Linked DNA regions of Zea mays: region 2 is linked to region 1. The links are chromatin contacts, called in public Hi-C maps. All regions are on one chromosome and are shown on one strand. Each heading gives the region's core, a stretch centred on a gene start, on an enhancer-like site or on the middle of the called end of the contact. The rest is flanking DNA. Distances are from core to core; before and after follow the strand shown.

The links. A called contact is a pair of places that touch in the nucleus more often than the background predicts.
Region 2: a contact with region 1 is called in a Hi-C map of leaf, with 4 times the contacts expected there. The contact joins the promoter of LOC100274848 here to the enhancer-like site in region 1. A contact is called at or near these places in 4 of 25 Hi-C or Micro-C datasets (ear, endosperm, leaf and 1 more).

Annotation. Positions count from the first base shown.
Region 1 is chr8:154,556,626-154,559,376 of Zm-B73-REFERENCE-NAM-5.0, reverse strand. No RefSeq gene overlaps it. Among protein-coding and RNA genes, the nearest start is that of LOC103636171, 40 kb to the right of the region's middle. Within about 2 kb of position 1,341, at least 9 of the 20 cell types and tissues checked have an H3K27ac peak or open chromatin away from gene starts, as enhancers often do. A contact at or near this core is called in leaf, where this site is marked.
Region 2 is chr8:154,705,752-154,708,848 of Zm-B73-REFERENCE-NAM-5.0, reverse strand. LOC100274848 reads left to right here and starts at 1,600. Exons shown (of 1, transcript NM_001374279.1): 1 at 1,600-2,414. The coding sequence starts at 1,672. The coding sequence ends at 2,175.

The DNA.
Region 1 (2,751 bases), core at 92-2,591:
ATCATAGTTGATGCACAGTCTGGTTGCTTCAGCGAAGGTGTCAAGGATCAAGGATGTGCCTGAGACATGCATGTGACGCCGGGGAGGGAGGCCTCTGTCACGATGACTGTGTCCTCCACATATTGGATTATAGGGGCAGTTTCATCGGTGGCTAGTTAGGGTTTACAGTTTCGGACAGAAATTTCCGAAATTTCCTTGATTTCGGTGAGGTTCAAAAAATACATGTTTTCGAAAGTAGCATTTTTAATATAAATTATATCATTTTTTGTTTAAAAAAATTAAATCTATTTGATTTTTGAACTAGAATTTCGGAAATTTCCTGTTTTTCGCTGGGTCCGTCCTTTTCTGAAACTGTAAATCCTATGGCTAGTAGAGGATGTCGGGCCCCTCCATGCATCCATCATGATCATGGCTTGAAGAGCGTCAGCTACTAGCAAGAAAGGGCAAGGTGAAATGGGGTCGCCTTGTCTTAGGCCATTTTTTGCATTTGAACCAGGGGCCGGGGAGTGCTCGTGCGGCCATGGTCTTGTGGAGTGCTTCCTAATTGACAGTGTCGAAGGCTTTTGCAAAATCTGAGTTTGATCACCACTGCAGATGCCCTCCTTTTGTGACAGGCCTGTGTACCGGTTCTAGGGCATCGATGAAGCTTTCTGAGATCGACCTCCCCCGGATGAAACCCGTTTGGTTCGTGTCAATTATGTTGTCGATGATCTGATGTTGGAGGCGGGTTGTGAGCATTTTGCTTAGGATCTTGATACTACAGTTTTGAAACGAGATTGGTCGAAAGTATGAAGGAGAGGAGGCATTATCTTTTTTTTGGATTGGGGGTGATATATGAGCGGTTGATTCTTTCCAGGTCTGCCGCAACCTAATGGAAAGCATTTGCTAAGAAGTTTATTCATCATCAAACTCATATTCAAACTTCACTCTATTAACAGTACAGTCTATAATGCAAAATACTCCTTTCGTTTCATTTTAGTTGTCGCTGGATAGTGCAAAATTGAACTATCTAGCGACAACTAAAAAGAAACGGAGGGAGTAATGTTTTTGGTGACTACATAAAAGAACTAATGGACACTAAACGCATGAGCGTGGGGGCAGCATGACCCTAAACCACTAAGGAGCTTAGAGCCTATTACGTTGAGACAACGTAGACGGAATTGACGTGCTTATACCTAACTAAATTTAATTGCCTATTTGCCTTTCTCTCTTTGCTTTCTTCCCAGCCAAACGACGTCCAATATAGTACTGTATTTGCTTTTTCCTGGAAAGGAACTTCGTACGCGTAGGCATAAAAATATCAGGCAATATAATATACGTGAAGCTCGTGGACACGGATCGGCCAAGTAATCTCCCTGCATTTTCTGCAATCAAAAATCCATCAAGCGCTAGTGAATTGATTCTTGGCAACATCAGCCACCGCACATGTAAAAAGCCTGAACTAACGTTACATCACGAGACCATTATTTCTCTCCGATTCTACACGCTCGTTGGCACACAACGCACAGCTGACCTTTCTTTGGAGATGGGATTTGGGGATAAACAAGTGATGGAACTCGAGGGACGACGCCGCTGTCTTGGCACACACAAATAAAAAGGAGGAAATTTGCAGTTGCGGCCAGGTTGTTATCGTGATCGACCTCTGGCTGACGAATAGGGGCACGCATTTGACTAGCGCCAAAAACCTCCGGTCGTCGTAGACTCCATGATTGGAATTGGATATGGGCATTAGCGTTAACTTCTTTTATTCAAAGATGGTTGGATCAGTATTGAATAACCTGTTCCATTGATGAAAAATACTCCATGTTGGACATCAGTTTGGTGCATGGGAAGACAGTGGTAAAAAGCATGTGAGGTCGAAGAGCGCTTCTCTTCTGAATTTCGTCGCCAATGTTGCGACAGCTTGTTTACCGTTCAGAAATACTATTATTAGGCCCGTCCGTTGTTTTGGGCCAAAATCTTTCTGTTTCCACGAGAGATTTTTCATTTTTAATTCTAGTTAAAACTGTTTCTAAAAATAATGTGAGATTTTTCACAAAATAACATGCTTGTCCAAGCATCCCGTCTAGCGTGGCACGAGATACAAGTCCGGTGTATATCCTTCCTCTCTTTTTCCTTCCTCATTTATTCTTCCTCCCAACCTGTGCTACCGACTTTGTCTTTCCCGACTAAGTACAAAGTAATGGCCGCCCTCTTATTTCTATGATGTTTTTTCAAGATTCACTTTATTGCTAGGGGTTGAAGAAAAAGTATATCTATTTAGAGATGTAAAGGATTTTAGACAGATTGCATATGTTATAAAATTTTAGTTGAATGCAATTGCATGTGCTCTAGGTAGGGACGAAAACGGTTTCGGAATTTTTCGGAATTCCGGAAACCGATTTCGAAATTTTTCGATCACCGGTAACGGTATTTTTCGAAAACGGAATCGATTTTCGGAATTTTCTATCGGAATCGGTATCGGAATCGGCGTGATGTTTTACCGACCGTTTCCATCGGTTACCGGTTTTTGTCGGAAATTACCGGATTTGTGTCTCGAAAATTTCCGGAATTGTGTCTCGGAATTTTTTCGGAATTTTTTTCGAAATTTTCCAGCATGTGATTTTTTCGCATCGCCTGTACATCTCTAGATAAGGATTACTTATTTTTATACTTTTTGGACGCTTTAAGATTTTTTTGGGGTTAGATGGTATTGGAAGGCAGTTGAGATTAACGATTTGGTCTCTCAAACGAATCCACCATTTTCTATGC
Region 2 (3,097 bases), core at 351-2,850, 150 kb before region 1:
ATTAAGTTCATAGATGATGTAGTGTGGGCTGATGAGGGTGGTGACCATCTGTCATGGTCATTGTCCCCCGAACCGCCTCCAACATTCTTCATGTGATCCATTTCTGATATAGGTAGGAATACACTAAGTGTTGATTGATACACCCCTGACTCTTGCTAATCAATCAACTAAACCTTGTGGGGTTTGGTCTTGAGTTAGGTCCTCAGATCTCACTATCACACATACCGTGCGAACAATAAGAGAGAGTATATTGTAAGAAACATAGACACTAGAGGAAACTTGAAGAAAAGCAAACAAAGTGATGAATAAAGGAGTGATGGATTGCTTCATGTGTTACTAACAATATCGAGGAGGGAGGTAATGTTGATGAGATGGTGTCAAGATGAGGGGAACTACATAACTACAAGAGGAAATGAGAGAACTCGGATCAAAATAGTGGCGGAATTGGCCTCGTGAACGGCAACAAGATTTGTGATACTGACCTCGACACCACGTTAGGGTTACAATGACGTCCTTGTGACGTAATATCTCGATATTATAACCTGTAACATTGAGCCATGCAATCTTGACGTGATAGGTCATAATACCGATCCTCAAAGTACAAATACAATAATAGTTAAAACAATGTAAACTTAATATTTTGAAGGAAAAAAAATAAAAAAAATCAGACGAGCCCACTACTCTTCGAGCTAGGAGTGGTAATAGATCATAATTTAAATGCTTTTTCACAAAATAGTAGAGTACTAAATAAATTCTAGTTTAAAAAATAAATAGAAATATAACTTGATTTTAACCTTACCTAATCATTAAATTTTATAGCGTAAAATTTAAAGCCAATGTCACGCCCTGTTCTCAGCTTATCCCCGGCGGCGCACGCGCGCACTACTCCCGGTCGTGTGCACGCACAACTCCGAAGTCCGAACCAGGCTTCATGCACGTAGCCAAAGTGGGGCGACGTGCAGGCAATTGCCTCGGTAAACGCGAGCCGCCCTGTACTTTCCGCCGACTGGCCCCATGCACGCCTTCCACTGATCGCCATCATCATCATTGCACAGATGGTTTAAGCGAAAACAGAACCGATTGCAGTACTAGTATTGTATAAAAACACAGCGCCGAACGCTGTTGCCGCAACACCCTTCCCAAAGGAATTCAGGAGTGTTCGTCTGCTGGGTGTTTGTGGTAGGGCCAAGTTCAAGCGGAAAGCCTCATGACAGGGAGCATGTTTGCCGGAAGCATCCTCCTGACACAACTTTTACCGGCCGGTTCGTCCAAAAGCGGGTCGCCGGACCTCAACCTCAGCGTTCGTGTTCCGATCGAAAATGGCGAATGCTTCTTTTACTATCTGCAAGTCAAATCATCATTCGTTCGAGACTAGCAGTCTAGCGCTAGCTCTATTTATAAGGGGATTAAGGGTGCTGTTAGCTTCGCATTACACAGATCCTCTGCACTCCACCCACACAAATCCAAGGCCCTAGTCTCCTACACGCTGATAGACAGGCAAACCACCTATCCTCTCCCCTCCCCGCAATGATTTCTTCCCCTTCCTAGCCGATACTTTACACTCACACCCTGTATTCTTTTTTTTATAAAAAAATTTCTTTTCCTTGTAGAAGCTAGAACACACAGTCCTAAGCTTCTGTAGAGACACAGCCGAACAGAGCAGCAGCAGAAATGGAGCTCGCCGTGGCGCAGGTGCAGCCGCGGTACATCGTCTTGGACCTCTCCGGCGGGGGCCTCCGACGACGCCTCGGTCCACCACCCCCGGCAGCCGGCGTTCCGCCTGACGCCCCGGCCATGGCGGCCCTGGAGGCGCATCACCGGACACGGCGATCTGGCGCCGAAGACGACCTCGCAACGAGCCGGCCAATGATCCAGTCAGGCGCGGTGATGGCCCGGAGCGTTCATGCGGAAACCACCGGCGCTGACGCAGACGCCGTGTCTGGCGCAGGCACGTCTGGTTCGGAGGCGGCAGAGGAGGAGTCCGGAGACGAGGCGGATAGCTTCGACGCGTCCTTCTGCCAAGAGGGCTTTGCGAGAAAGATCGAGGCGCTGGCTGAGCTGGTAGGTATGGACGGCGCCTGCGAACCTGTGGCTGTGCTGAGCGAAGTTGTTAGGGTGCTCCGGTCGATCGATACACACAGACACAGTGAGTACATCCCGTGTGCGAGCGACTAGGGGCCATCTGATGTAATCTTTGTTTTGTAATTTTGCTTTCCGAGACGGAGTGCGCGCGCTAAAGCTGCATAATGTTTTCCGTTTCTTAGTTTTTACTGAAGAGTAAGCATCGTTCCCTCCCCGTCAAATAAAGACACGGGAAAACACTGAGGGCCTGTTTGACACTAAGATTTATTTACAGTCCCAATTAGGAGTGGTAATGGATCGCGATCTAAATATTTCTTCACAATTTGTTAGGATCTTATATGGCTCGATCCTAATTCGATCTTATCCTTACATTGTATAATGTAAAATTTAGAGTCTATTGTCACCTCTAGTTCCAATACGGTACAATGATATTTGAGAATATTGTAGTATTGTTTTGTTGAACTTTATAAAAGACATTTTTAAGTACATCAATATAGCCAATCAAGGGCGTAACTCGATCCTATCTGGTTGTGGCACCCGACCACAATCATATTTATTAGGGCAGAGCATCGACACGAAAACCAACACATTATGCCCCACAAACCTAATCGCTACATTCCCTTGGTCCCGGTCACCTTTAGTGCCCTCAGTGACCGGATTCATCCTTCCTATAGCGTCGATTGAGCCCAATGCATCCCCTATACCGGCCAAACGATGCCCTACCACCTAAACCTAATGTGCAGGGTGATCAAAGATGATAAGATGACGACGCTCCTACACCGACCCAACGACTAATGTCTCTCTCAACCTTGGCCCTGAAGGTATGATTCCTAGAACCTCCTTTCTCCTACCAAAGAGTACATCTAGTTAAAACACCTCTATTATCGAGTTTTGGATGGACATAAGGGGACCCAATTAGATCCTAATTAAGAACCTAGAAACCTATCAATGGTATCAGAGTCATATGAAGATCCCTAGTGATCATAATCCATAAGAACAGAAGAGAAGAAAGAAT